3 separate regions of the Mus musculus genome follow, and all the other regions are linked to region 2. The links are chromatin contacts, called in public promoter capture Hi-C maps. All regions are on one chromosome and are shown on one strand. The core of a region is the stretch at or near the end of the contact, and the rest is flanking DNA. Distances in the headings are between cores, read along the strand shown. Region 1 holds the start of Rnf186 (ring finger protein 186). Region 2 overlaps Capzb (capping protein (actin filament) muscle Z-line, beta). Region 3 overlaps Aldh4a1 (aldehyde dehydrogenase 4 family, member A1).

Region 1 (4,512 bases), core at 108-2,607, 310 kb after region 2:
GGGCTCTGGCACCCCAGGAGGGAAAGTGGGCAATGGCTAGAGATGGTCACAAACTTCCCAGGACACAAAACATCAAAGCCCAAATTTAAAAAAAATGAAGCCAGCTACATGGATTACAAAAGAGACCTGGTTCTATTTGCTTTGTAGTAAGGCCAATGTCCCAATATGTGTACAAAGGGATATATACAAAACTTAGGAGCTCTGGAATAGGGGTAGGGACCCCACCACCCTTGAGTCACTCATTCAGGGGGTGTCTCCTCTCTTTCCCCCTTTCCTTCCTATGCTACACAGGAACAGGCAGGTGCGATCCCACTGTTCCAGCACAGAATCCTTGATCCAACATGGCCAGTCTGGCTTTGACACGCAAGTCCAGTTCGAATGTGATTTTGAAAGGCGGCCCCTAGCCCCTTACCCATGCAGACTGTGAGGTCTGGGGGAGGAGGGAACCTTGGCAGCACTGGGCCTGTAGGGATCCAGAGTTCTCAGGCAATAGAAGTGATCTGGGTTTGCTTTTGCTCTCTGCAGAACAGAGTCCTGGGGCAAAGCCAGTTGCTGTTCTGGCTCTGGGGGTGACAGCAGAATAGGGTGGACATCAGGAGAGCCAGAGCAATGACAAAGGCCAACACCCACCGGATGACACCCGGGTAGATGAAAGGCAGGATAAGGACAATGACAAGAGCCAACAAGAGCAAGTGTACAGCCAGGCGCCGGGCAGCTACACGGTTGACACTTACAGTGTCCTGTTCTTCTTCTCCTGTCCAGTTGGCTGGCCGAGTTGCTGAAGCGGCAGAACCCACTAGCCTCTGAGGACATAGGCGCACCTCTGGGCATGGCAGGGCCAGACGCCCCACCATCGCCTCCTGGTCTCGCAAGCTGCAGATGAGGCCTCCCGGGACAGCAGTGACCTTTCGGCACAGCGGACAGGGGATGGACCAGGTGTCTTCCTGCACATATAGCAGAAGCTTCAGGCATACGGCACAGAAGGTGTGCTGACAGCTAAGCAGCTTGGGGGACCGAGCACAGTTGTAGGGCTCTCGGCACACCAAGCATTCCAGGTCACCCTCCACAGAGATGCTGAGCCGCCCGGTGGGCCCCAAGGCAATGATGGTGCTGGTGGTGGTGGTACCCGCTGGGATAGGCTGTGGGGCCTCAGTGCAGGACATTCTGGGTACAGAGGTGGAGGGACAAGGCTGATCCGCGCACGGGCATCCGCATGCGACATCCACCGGAGCTGCCAGGACTTGCATGGGTTCCGGTCCTGTGGGGACGCTTCCAGTCTCCCTTCTGCTCTCTGCGGGTACCTGCTGACAACCGATGTCTGGCATCTTGCTCCCTTGGTTGCCCTGCTTGTTTCTCCGCTTATGTTGGTCCTTCAGTTATTATTATTTCTTTACTCGAAACCCAGGGTTAATCAGTAACTTGGAGACCTGGAGACTTTGAATTACCTGATAGAAGGGCCAAAGTGGGTGGAGTCTCATGAATCAGGACTTTCCTGTTGGGGCCATGCCTGGTGAGTGTCTACATGACAACCGACAGGGACGCTGTCTCTACTACTACGCTCTGGAGCGCACCAGTGACACCCCATCCCCACCTCCACCTCCACCCCTGGCCAATCAAAGCCCTGGTGTAGGGAAATGAGCAGAAACCCCACAACCCTTTAGAAATTACATTTATTCTCTGTGTGTGCCGGTGTAGGCATGTGACACATGTCTTCATGGTCCACATGTGGCGGTCAAGGGACTTGAAAGAGTCAGTTCTCTTGTGTAACGAGGGGGGTTCTGCGGGGTAGAACTTAGGGTGTCACAATTGCTGGCATACTTGCTGAGACATCTCATCAGCCTTTAAAAATGCAGAGTACCAGGCTCCGAGGCACAGAGGGGTAGATGTGTCAGGCCCGGATGGGGTGTAAACAACTGTAAAGCTCTCCAACATCTCTGTGGTCCTGATGAGGGTGACTGGGAAGCATCCCTCTGAGAAAGGCCTCCAGACCTTCTAGATTTCAGACTCAATGCAGAAGAGAGTGTTTGTGCCTTGAAAACATGGGCAAATGGGTGGCATTAGGAAAAAAGAGAAAGAGAGATTGGGCGAAGTGTTGGGGACAGGAAAGTCTGAACAGAAAACCGAAACTAACAAGCACACATTGGCCCATTCAGTTTCTTGTCATCCTCACAGCTGCATTAGCAGCTTCCGGTTCCCAGGTATTTATCTCTCCTGTCAGTGCACCGCGGGAACAGACCCCTGGCTCTAGGCACCCAGGCATAAGCATAAACTGCTGTTATTTGGGTCTTCTAAGAGCCAGCTCTCCCGGCCTGGGTCCTCACCTGTGGTCTCCTAGAATGCCAGCTCTGTAAGAAAGGTCTGGGCACAGGGGCAGGGTGTTGGCTTGTTGGCTGCCTGCCAAGGGGCCTACCACAGGGGCAGGATCTTGCCATGTCCAAGGTCTGGTTCCCAGTCTCGTGGAACTCAGCCATGTCAATCCATGAAGATTCTATTGGCCTCTGGGTGGCTGGCTTAAGCTGGTAGGACTCCATGTGGCATGGTAGAGGGGACGAAGTGTGGCAGTCATGAAATTCTGTCCCCCTCACCATGCCTGGAATGAGAGAGCTGGGATGGGGGCTAGAGAGATGGCTCAGCAGTTAAGAGGACTGACTGCTCTTCCAGAGGTTCTGAGTTCAATTCCCAGCAACCACATGGTAGCTCACAACCATCTGTAATGGGGTCTGTGATAATGGTGTTCCCTTATTTCCCTTATAATATATATATATATATAGAGAGAGAGAGAGAGAGAGCAAGCTGGGATAGATGTCCCTTCCCTCACAACAAACAACAACAACAACAAAAAACAAGAACAACAACTAGCACCACAGTGAATCCAGAGATGGCTTGTCAGTGGCTACTGGTGTCAAGCTTCTTGGGTTAAACCCTTCCCTCTACCCCGAGGGGCTGTGCCTGCCACAGGTTCAGTCTATGTGTGTGGAGCCTCCAGCAGGCAGAGGCTGCCTGTTCTTGCTTTGTTCCCCCCTCAGGGTCCCCTCACTCTGGATCCCAGCCCCAGTTTCCATTCTTTCTGCCTTAGGCTGGGTCAGCGGGGATTTCTTTCTACCCCAGTTTCTACCAGGTTCGTAGAAAGGCTCCTGGCCGTAGCCCTGGGTGTCTGTGTACAGAATGTTTTCAGATGACAGTGGCCTGTCTTCACTTTGAGTGATCACTGCTGCCCCCAAACCCTCTTATATTGGTCTGAGGGAGATGCGGTGGTGGGCAGGTTCCTAGAGAGGTAGGGGAATGGGGACAGGATGGGGGACACGTCATGGGATTCAGGGTGGAGACTGACTGATGGTGTGAGATTCCATCTGGCTGGCTGCAATTATTGGTTCTGGTCTAGCACATGATTTAAGCAACACCAATGAGATTGGACTCTGGGGCTTCTATGGGAACGTGTGTGTGTGTGTGTGTGTGTGTGTGTGTGTGTGTGTGTGTGTGTGTGTGTTGCAGTGGGGGCTGGGGGGGGCGGTGATGGTTTTCTCCTGGGTTTCCAAGCTTAAGGATGAAACCCTGTGTGTGATGGTTTGTATATTCTTGGACCAGGGAGTGGCACTATTTGGAGGTGTGGTCTTGTTGGAATAGGTGTGACCTTGAAGTAGGTGTGTCATTGTGGGTGTGGGCTTTAAGACCCTCACCCTAGTTGCCTGGAAGTCAGTCTTCCACTAGCAGCCTTTAGATGAAGACATGGAACTCTCAGCTCTGCCTGCGCCCTGCCTGCCTGGATACTGCCGTGCTCCCACCTTGATGATAATGGACTGAACCTCTGAACCTGTAAGCCAGCCCCGAAGTAAATGTTGTTTTTTATAAGACTTGCCTTGGTCATGGTGTCTGTTCACAGCAATAAAACCCTAACTAAGACACCGTGCAAGGGGACAAGGCCACAGTGTACAAAGAACTTGCCGAGAAATAAGGTCAAGCTGTGGGACGATCTTTTTGTACCTGGATCCAGCCATGCCTGAAGCTAGAAATTTATCTGCAGATTTTTCAGTTATATTAATTTATGAAATGTGCTTTTCTTTTTTCTTAGTGCTGGGGCTCAAAACCAAGGCCTCATGTGCCTGGATTGTACCTAGCCCCCCACCCATCCCCCCAGTTCACAGTAAGTCAAGTCAAATTGGATTCCTGTTTCCTGCAAGTGAGAAACATCTGGACAATACCCTAGTAGCTGGGGGAAAGCAGCCTTGGCTCTCTGAGTGGGTGAGATTCCATAAGCTAGCACATACACAGCCCAGGGTGACACAGTGTGTCACTGTAAGACACTAGCTTCTCCTGTCTTAGTCTTATGTATTGTTCCTTTCTGTTCACTGGGTCTAGGGAGGGTTGAGGGGGTGGGAGGAGAAGCTTGTTCAGCCACATGCATTTATTATATAATAAATATATATAATAAAATTAAAAATATCAGAGGGACATGAGATGGCCAGTGTCTTCTCTCTTGCATCTCCCATCTACGGTGAGTAGTAGCTCAGTTGA
Region 2 (4,232 bases), core at 221-2,720:
AGTAAAAAGGGTCCTGGCCCGAGGACCTTGTGGAGGGTTTGATGCCGAGGTGTGCAGAGCCCGTGGATGGAAAGTTGCTTTGGGAACCTGAGCTGTAACTGTGATCCACCCAAATGGCAGCCTTGGCCAGCCCGAGCTGCAGATGGAACGAGGAGATGGGCCTTGAGTGGCTTTGGAAGCTGGCCTACAATCCTGCCTCCTGGAACAGTGGCCAGGTCCGAATGCAAAGGTTTCACATGCACTGAGTCCCGGGCCACAACCTTAAAAACAGAACAAAACAGCAAGGCCAAGGCCAGGACATTCCTGCTGGAGCTGACCTTCCAGTGCCCTCCAAGAAACTAACTGTGGTTCTAGGGTTCACAGGGACCTCCCTTCAGCCATGGGCATCTGCCCGGGTAACTGCCTCCGGTCTGGGCTCAAGCCATGAGACTCTAGTCTCCACGGTGCTGACCCAGGCCCACAGACCCATATGGCAGAGGCTTAAGGAAGAGATGAAGTCTCAAAGATGCTAGGTGGGGGTCTTCTTCTGAAGCTTCTTCTGATTGGTTAAATAAAGTCAAGGCGTCCAGGGATGGCCGCACACCTATAAGCCCACCCTCAGAAGGCCGAGGCAGGACGGTCTAGAGCTGGGCAACGTGGGCAAGGGCCTGTAAAGGTATGGCTGGAGACAGCTCTACGGGCGAGAGAACTTTCTGTGTAAACAAGAGGATCTACTTTTGAGTCACTAGCACCCACATAGAAAGATGGCCTTGGTCAGTGACGTGGCTTAGCAGGTAAGGACATCCGCTGCCAAGCCTGACAACTTTAGTTCAATCCCCGGGCCCACATGGCGGAAGGATAGAGCTAACTCCCACAGACTGTCTTCTGATCTCCATATGTACACCCATGTAAAATAAATACACTAAAAAAGTACGCTAAAAAGAGAAAAAAGCTGAGGCCAGATGTAGAGGTATACACCTCTGTAACCCCAGCACTTGGGAGGCAAAGGCAGGCGAAGCTAGTCTGGTCTACAGAGTGATTTCCAGTCTAGCCAAGGCTGCAGAGTGAGGCCCTGTCACAAGATCAAATCAAAACAAAACAGAAAATCCAAAACAAACGACAATCAACAAAAAAGAAAAGCCAGGCATTGTGCTTACCTGTCAACTTAGTGTTGGGGAGCAGAGACGGGCAAACCCAGGGAACTCACTAGCCAGCTACTCTCAGTGAAAGGCCAGCTTCAGGCTCAGTGAGAGACTCTACCTTATAGGAATAAGGGGGAGAGCAGTAGGGGAAGACACCCCAGGGCTCCTTTGGCTTCTCATGAGGACACACATGCAAACACACACACACACACACACACCCCTAAAATAAGGCTAAAACCAAAGCTGGGAATATTGATTGGTTTCCTCACGTGGGAACCTGAGTGTCATAAGAGCTGGCTCATAACCTCTTCCATCTTTCTCAAAAGCTCCTGTTACACAGTTCTAGGCACAGGCACTCAATAGCTCCCAGGGCAAAGGTTTGTTTCAGACACTGGGCACAGCTGAACACCTTACAACCACCTAGAGCAGAAAGGTCAACCTCCTCACCCTGTCTTCCCACAGAACTCCAGATGGCTCCCATGGACTCCTACAGTTTCCCAGTCTTTCAATCCTGCAGTGTGTCCCTCCTGTCACTATGATCCACCTGTCTACAGCTCACCAGGGCCCCTCCTATGGTGGGAGAACAGTACTCAGCTTAGCAGTCCACGGCAAGGCTCACGCCGAGCCTGTAGCCGCCCCAAGGACACCTGTGGCCAGCAACTTGTCTTCTTACGCATGGATTCAGACTCTGCTGTCACTCACAGGCCCTGGGCCACCCTCCCACAGAGATCTCTGTGACTCAGAATATATGAGAGGAAGAGGCAAGGCGAGAGAGTATGAATGCCTTCTAGACAGATACAGTGAGGCCCAGGCGAGGGCGCTGCAGGGGAAAACGAGGTCATGGAGGGGCTAGACTCTGGCACCTCTGTCAAGATGAAGACAGATCAAGACAAACGAAGGTCTCGAGACCTCTGAGAGATCCGATGACTAAGGCGGTTGGCGCAAAGGTATATCAGGGTCTAGTAAACCTGTTAGAATGGTCTAACCGGTGGATGCCCTTCATCTGTGCCAAGCTGGCAGTGGCAGCCACTCTTGGATTCTGAAACTTTCCCCTTGCCCACTTCACCCTTCTGTCACAGACAGGGCCTTCTGAGACCTCACTAACTAGAAGCACAAGATTGTCAGATGGCCGATGGGACATTTTTACTATGATTATCATGTAGACTGGCAGGGACAAGGTCACATAGGCAAGGCTCTCCTGCTTGATGACAGTTTGTGCTAGGGAGAAAAAACCCACAGAACAGATACATCCTAGCATGAATCGAGGTTCTAGCTCCCAGACAGTGACTTCTTCATGTTCCTCCCCAGTCTCTAAGTGCCAAGTCCTCAGTTACCAAGAGTGGTTGGCTTCTTGGATCACCCTTCACATCCTTCTGATGCGAGAAGGATGCTTCTCACAGGCGAGAGCGACTTAACTTCAGCTCGGGAATGAGAAGAGCCCCAGTGGCCCAGACAGGTGCTGAAGCTGGCTGCCTCCTATCTGTGACTAACATTCCTTTGTAACCCCTGGCTACAAACTCCTGATTTGCCTATCTCTGGCCAAGAGGAGAACCCAGGAGCTGCCCACATGGGCCAGAGTGATGCTCAGAGAACTGCAGACGTCCATAACTGCAGGGCTGGGCAATAGATGCTGTTCTAACTAGTTATACCAGCTCAGTGTAAGGGTGTCTGTTGACAGTATGTCTAGAGACAGGAGAGGGTGACAGATCAAGAGTCCTGCCTCGATGCCTATTAGCAGCATCCAACTATTCCCTTTTGGCCCCTATATGCGCTGAACTGCTCAGGAGGCCTTCCTGCAGAAACATGAAGTGCTGTTTGATGGGAGCAAAGTCTCACCTCCATGGCCCTGGGAGCTAGTCTTGGCTACACACAAAGCAGAAAAGTTAACCTTGGCTTTGGATGGCTAAGTTCAGATAAGATACAGATCCCAGTCACCCTTGTTTGTGCGATAACAGCTGTTTTTACCAGTTATAGAACATGTCTCAGTCTGCCCACAGACAAGGGGCAGGGATTCTGTGGAAATTCCTTCCAGTACACACAGGTGCAACAATCCCCTGAGCAAGCATACCGATCGACTTAGGCATGTGTGACTTTAATGCCAGCCATGCTCACACGTGCACATCTGGGCCGCGGCTGTCCTTTATGGTCTCTCTTTACAGCCTTCTGTTTTTTTACTCGAAGGAAAATGATGAAGACCTCTCTGGGAACAGCCGTGACTGGAGGGGCTCGGGGATCTGATGGGGCATCTACACTCAACACTGCAGCCATTGCCTCTGCATGGACACTCCTTACAGAAATGCAGCTGGCTCTGTGGAGCCCAGTCTTTCAGCAAGGCATCACTTGGGGCCCTGGGACTACCAAACCACTTCGATTCACCAAAGCTGTTTTTTTTTTTCTTTTTTTGGAAACTCATTTTAGGCTAGAGGCTTTGAATACATGACTTCAGAGCTAGAAAACCTGTAGGTGCTGGGGAGGTGGCTCAATGGGCCAAGTGCTTGCTATGTAAGCATGGGCATGTGAGCTGGGATCCCCACAACCCACATAAAACCGGGCAGTGTGGGTTTGCTGGCCAGCCAGGCTAGCTAAGCAGTGAGCTTAGGGCTAATGAGAGACCTTGTCTCAAAAACTAAGGGGGAGAGTAATAGAAGAAAACATTCTGTGTCAACCTCTGGATCCACACATACTTTCCCTACACACTGCACATGTGCACATGTGAACTCATACACATACAACCCCAAGCGAACCAAAACTGAACGCCAGAAGGGTAGGGAATGTACACAAGTCTCAAGCTGGGTGGGAAGCAGGAAGCTGGGACGGTTGTCTAGAATGGTTGGTTTAAGGCTTATATTCTGTGCCCACACCAGATTGACTGGCCTGGTGGAACATCCTACCTGCACTGCAGGCAGAAGTGACACATAACCTTCAGGCTGTAACTAAATTTAGTACACATGAAAACCACCAGGAGCCAGGCGTGGTGGCGCACGCCTTTAATCCCAGCACTCGGGAGGCAGAGGCAGGCGGATTTCTGAGTTCGAGGCCAGCCTGGTCTACAGAGTGAGTTCCAGGGCAGCCAGGGGAACAGAGAAACCCTGTCTCAAAAAACCTAAAAAA
Region 3 (4,377 bases), core at 1,796-4,295, 360 kb before region 2:
CCTGGCATTCAAGTGGGCAAGGGCATCAAATATGGACCACAAACTTGGGAGGACTGGCCTGGGTCCTGGGTGTAGCAACAGGCAGGGCTGGTTCAGAGAACCAACGTCCCATTCCTGTTACCTAATTGGTGAATGATCACCATCTCCTTCCTTGTCTAGGAGCACGAAGAGGGGAAGATAGAAGGAATGTCACCAGCAGCTGGGGTCCCACCATTCCAGAGCTAAAGGCTCAGCTCTTCCACTTCCCAGATGTGGGATGTCCCCACAGGTCCCAGATTCTTTGTAAATGAGGACAGCTCAGAGGACATCTTAATGTTGGCAACACTAACAGAGCACAGACCCCAGGGCAGGCCTCATCAACTGTCCAGATACAAGTTCCCTATGGAATAAGTCAGTTGATCATTTTATCATGACAATGACTAGCTCAAGGCTGAAATGAAAAGAAACCTGGATTTGAGTCTAGACCAGCAGTTCTCAATGTGTGGGTCATGACCGCTTTGAGGGTCACATATCAGATAGGCTGCATATCAGATATTTTACAATTTATAACAGTAGCAAAATTACAGTTATAAAGTAGCAATGAAATTATGTCTGGGGAGCCACCACACCATGAGGAACCATATTAAAGGGTCACATCATTAGGAAGGTTGAGATTAGCTGATGTAGACAAAGCCAGGTACCATGTGTGAGATGCTGGGGTATGTTACCACATGCCTGGGGTTCGGGCTGGGTGATCTGAGGGGACAGTTCAGAAAACCAGGAGTGCTCTCTCTGGGCCGGGTTTTGTGATGCTACAGTTGGGCAGAGAAGCAACCCCTCTCCGAGTGCTGCTTTGTGGGAACATAGTGGCCTGGACTACACTCAGACAAGATGAAGCGATCGATCTCTCAGAGAAAAGCTCTAGGCTGGTCCTCCTCCAGCGGAGCCACGCCCATCAGGAGTGAGCGGCCAGGCTGAGGGAGCACGGCCACAGCCACGTGTTTCTCCTTTTCCACGAGAAGGAGTGCAAGGGCCATGAAGGTTGAGTCAGGGAGGTCTGGAGGGGGCACATGCCAGAAGGAGGCCAGAACAGAGAGGTGGGGGAAAGGCCAAGATGGCTGAGGGGGAGGAAGAGGGACATTTGCTGACCAGATCTTCAAGAAGAGAGAAACTAAGAATCTACCTGGAGGTGGTGAGGGAAGGTGTCCACGCTCCCTCCACGGCCACACCCAGAGGCCACGTCACATTCCTTGGCCTCACCCTTGTCTGGCCAATGACCCAGACCTACCTCCCTTAAGCTCCAGAACAGAATAGTGAAACCCATTAGGTTACTATGGAGACCGGGCAGCTCTTAGCTGGCAAAGCTAGAGAAATCTGCCATGTCCCCCCTTCCTCCTGAAGTCCTGGCAACAGGGAGAGAGGTGTTTGGAGTTTCTAGGGGCTGACAGTGGGAAGGTAAAAATCTCGCATGTGGACCCATGTCCAACAGGCCTCCAGGCCTCCCCCAACCACCCACTGCATTGGACAATGTCATTCCTGGAAGCAGATGAATCAAAGCCAACCGTCCCAGCCAGTCAAGATCCCTCTCCAACAGCAGGGCTCATCTACTCCTCTGGGAGGCCTGCCTGGAGCCTGCTTCCTCAGCCCAAGAACACTACAGGGTACCCTCAAAAGTCACCTCCAACTGTGCGTGAACAAGCCAGGCATTCCTTGCCCACTGGGTCCAGATAGATGTACCAAGGCTCAGGAGTTCCCAAAGACCCCACCCATCCCCAACCAGGATCATACTCAGGACAGATCCAGCTCTGGTGGGGAAAAAGTCAGCAGATACCCCGCCCACACAGGGTCTCTCTTCCCTGCCATTCTGCCATTCCCCCACCCCCCAAAGCAATGCCAGAAACAGAAGTCCCACAGGCCTCCCTCCACCCTCCCCAAGGCAGAGACCCACTGTGACCTCAGGCTCTTGGACCGTCTCCAGGTCCTGAGGAGGCAAGTTCAAAAATCACGTTGAGCCTGAGTTAAGTGGTTCCAAAACTAACAAGCTTTTCTCCCAGTGCGCTGTGTTTTTTTTCTTTTTGGCTAGTGATCTGTCCTGACTTAACAGGCACCCCTCCAGTGGCTTAGACGAAGATGGAGGCAGATCAGTTGGCAAGACTTAAGGCTTCCAGGACAGTGGTTTTCAACCTTCTGAAAGCTACAATTCTTTAATATAGTTCCTCAAGGTGTGGTGACCCCCGACCATAAAGTCATTGTCGTTGCTATTTTTTTTAAGGAATGTTTTTTGTTTTTTAAAGATTTATTTATTTATTATATGTAAGTAGACTGTAGCTGTCTTCAGACACTCCAGAAGAGGGAGTCAGATCTTGTTACGGATGGTTGTGAGCCACCATGTGGTTGCTGGGATTTGAACTCAGGACCTTCGGAAGAGCAGTCGGGTGCTCTTACCCACTAAGCCATCTCACCCGTTCCTACTTTTGTAACTATAATTTTGCTACTGTTGTGAATCTAATGTATTTTTGGAGATAGAGGTCTGTCAAAGGGGTAGCTACCGGAAGTATGAGAGCTCTAAGAGGATTCCTGAAGGCCTTTCTAGGCAGGACGGTTTTCCTCATTCATTCATTCATTCACTCATTCATTCATTCATTCATTCATTCATTCATTCATCCATCCATCTATGCAGTCAGCTAGGTTTGCCCAAAGCAACAACACAGGTTTACTCCGCCCACCAGGTGGTTTACTCTCCACAGGTTTCTGAGCTCAACCCGGATCTCAATCCTCCCGCTGTGGAGAGAGAGGAAGCACAGGGCAAGGTCTACACCCACCCAACTCATGCTTCCTGGCAACCTGGGCTAACCCGCTAAGGACGGGGCCAGGGCCTGAGCCAGAAAGCTCTTCTTCCTTGCAAGCTTCAGAGACCACGTCCCCTTCCCCCACCTAGTGGCAGGAGATGTCACGGTTTCCAGGAAGAACCTGAGCCAGCAAACTCAGCACTCTTGAGAGGAGGAGACCAGGTGAAAGAGGGCTTGGCTCCACCCTGTCCAAGGTTCAATAGTGCCATCCTCATTCATCAGAGTCCGACGTAACAGTCAAGTCTCCGCCGCTATCTCCAGGCTGCTTATGCCATAACCAAAGCTACGCCATCACCCTGCCTCTCCAGTGCCAGGGACCTGTTCTGAGGAGGACGCAGCTAAGCAACTTAGTCATCGTGAATGCGACAGAGAACGCCCACACAGAAACCTCCTGGACACAAGCCGATCCAAGGGGACCTCTTTCAACCAGGGGCTGCTGCAAAAGGGGTGGGCATGACACTGCCACACTACGATACATCTGTTACGATTGCACGGGTCCACCCAATGGGTGAGTGAGCCCGTGATTTTCTATATGGCAGAGTGGACTATGTTTTCTTTCTAATGTGTCACGGCGTAGACGGGAAGATCAAAAATCAACTAAGAGTCAGTCAGGTCTCTGCTTCTACTGCATGGATCCTGAGAACCAAGCTTGGGTCGTCAGGCTTGGCGGCGAGCGCCTTCGCCTGCTGAGCCAGCTTGCAGGCCCCAGCCCCAGACTTGAACATGAAAACCGGATTGAGGGAGACTCACCTTAAAACCACTTCTTCTACAATGAAGACTCAGATCCTCGGGAGCCCTTAGGCTCATTCCCCATCACACATTCCTTGCAGAAGCACAGCCGGCCCGTCCTTTCCTCAGACCTCCCATCACACTTGGATGTCCCTCACCGGTGGGTCCCCCACCCCACCCTCAGGTCTGAGGGGGCTTTCCATCATCTCAAAGCCAAGCAGGGGGATTTGGGCCAGAGCCTGAGCATCCGATCCGGAAGCAGCCTGTGTCCCTTCCAAGCAACCCCACACATAAGCGCCGGCAGAGAGCAAGCCTGGGAGTGTGAGGGTGTGAGAGCCGACAGCAGACCTTCAGGACTGAGCTTGTGGTCTGGACCTCCTGCTAGCTAAGTACCAGGTCAAGAAGTAAGTAGAGGTTATCTTGTTCCCTTCAGCTGCCTGTTTCCCAGTTGTAATCTGCAGCCTGATAAAGCAAATCCCCCTTATCACTCAATTAGGTGTAATTAAGGTAGCAGTGGAGGCTCCCGGGGAGAGGAAAGTACAGGCTCAGGGTGGGGCAGTCGACAGGAGCACTTCACCTTGATGCCCTGGAAGACACTGTAGCTCATCCCCTGAGCTCTGAGCACTGAGCAGAGTGAGGTGTGGACACTGTCCTTGTGTCCTTTCTAACGCCATGATAAAAGAGTCTGACAAGAAGCAACTTGGGGACAAAAAGGTTTCTGTTAGTTCACCACCCGGGTCTGTCACTGTAGGGAGACTTCAGAGGCAGGCGCTTGAGACAGCTGGTCACAGCCACAGTCAAGAGCAGAGAGAAGAGAACA

The links. Promoter capture Hi-C pulls out the DNA fragments that hold promoters and counts their contacts.
Region 1: a promoter capture Hi-C map of liver shows a contact between it and region 2, with 2.4 times the contacts expected there. The contact joins the promoter of Rnf186 here to the enhancer-like site in region 2. A contact is called at or near these places in 3 of 39 promoter capture datasets (the 3T3-L1 cell line, hippocampal neurons and liver), 1 of 484 Hi-C or Micro-C datasets (nephron progenitors), 5 of 115 datasets of contacts at active chromatin or transcription factors (acute myeloid leukemia, astrocytes, bone marrow-derived dendritic cells and 2 more) and 2 of 9 other capture datasets (liver and pancreatic islet).
Region 3: a promoter capture Hi-C map of liver shows a contact between it and region 2, with 2.7 times the contacts expected there. The contact joins two enhancer-like sites. A contact is called at or near these places in 1 of 39 promoter capture datasets (liver) and 1 of 9 other capture datasets (adipose tissue).

Annotation. Positions count from the first base shown.
Region 1 is chr4:138,963,964-138,968,475 of GRCm38.p6, reverse strand. It overlaps Rnf186 (ring finger protein 186), which reads right to left and starts at 1,357. Exons shown (of 1, transcript NM_025786.4): 1 at 111-1,357. The coding sequence starts at 1,163. The coding sequence ends at 483. It overlaps Gm42333 (a long non-coding RNA gene), which reads left to right and starts at 3,795. Exons shown (of 3, transcript XR_881524.1): 1 at 3,795-3,813; 2 at 4,070-4,512.
Region 2 is chr4:139,270,704-139,274,935 of GRCm38.p6, reverse strand. All of the region lies in intron 4 of Capzb (capping protein (actin filament) muscle Z-line, beta), which reads right to left. Among named protein-coding and RNA genes, the nearest start is that of Slc66a1, 38 kb to the left of the region's middle. Within about 2 kb of position 1,470, at least 10 of the 459 cell types and tissues checked have an H3K27ac peak or open chromatin away from gene starts, as enhancers often do. A contact at or near this core is called in liver, where this site is marked.
Region 3 is chr4:139,628,944-139,633,320 of GRCm38.p6, reverse strand. All of the region lies in intron 1 of Aldh4a1 (aldehyde dehydrogenase 4 family, member A1), which reads right to left. Among named protein-coding and RNA genes, the nearest start is that of Aldh4a1, 8.2 kb to the right of the region's middle. Within about 2 kb of position 3,045, at least 15 of the 459 cell types and tissues checked have an H3K27ac peak or open chromatin away from gene starts, as enhancers often do. A contact at or near this core is called in liver, where this site is marked.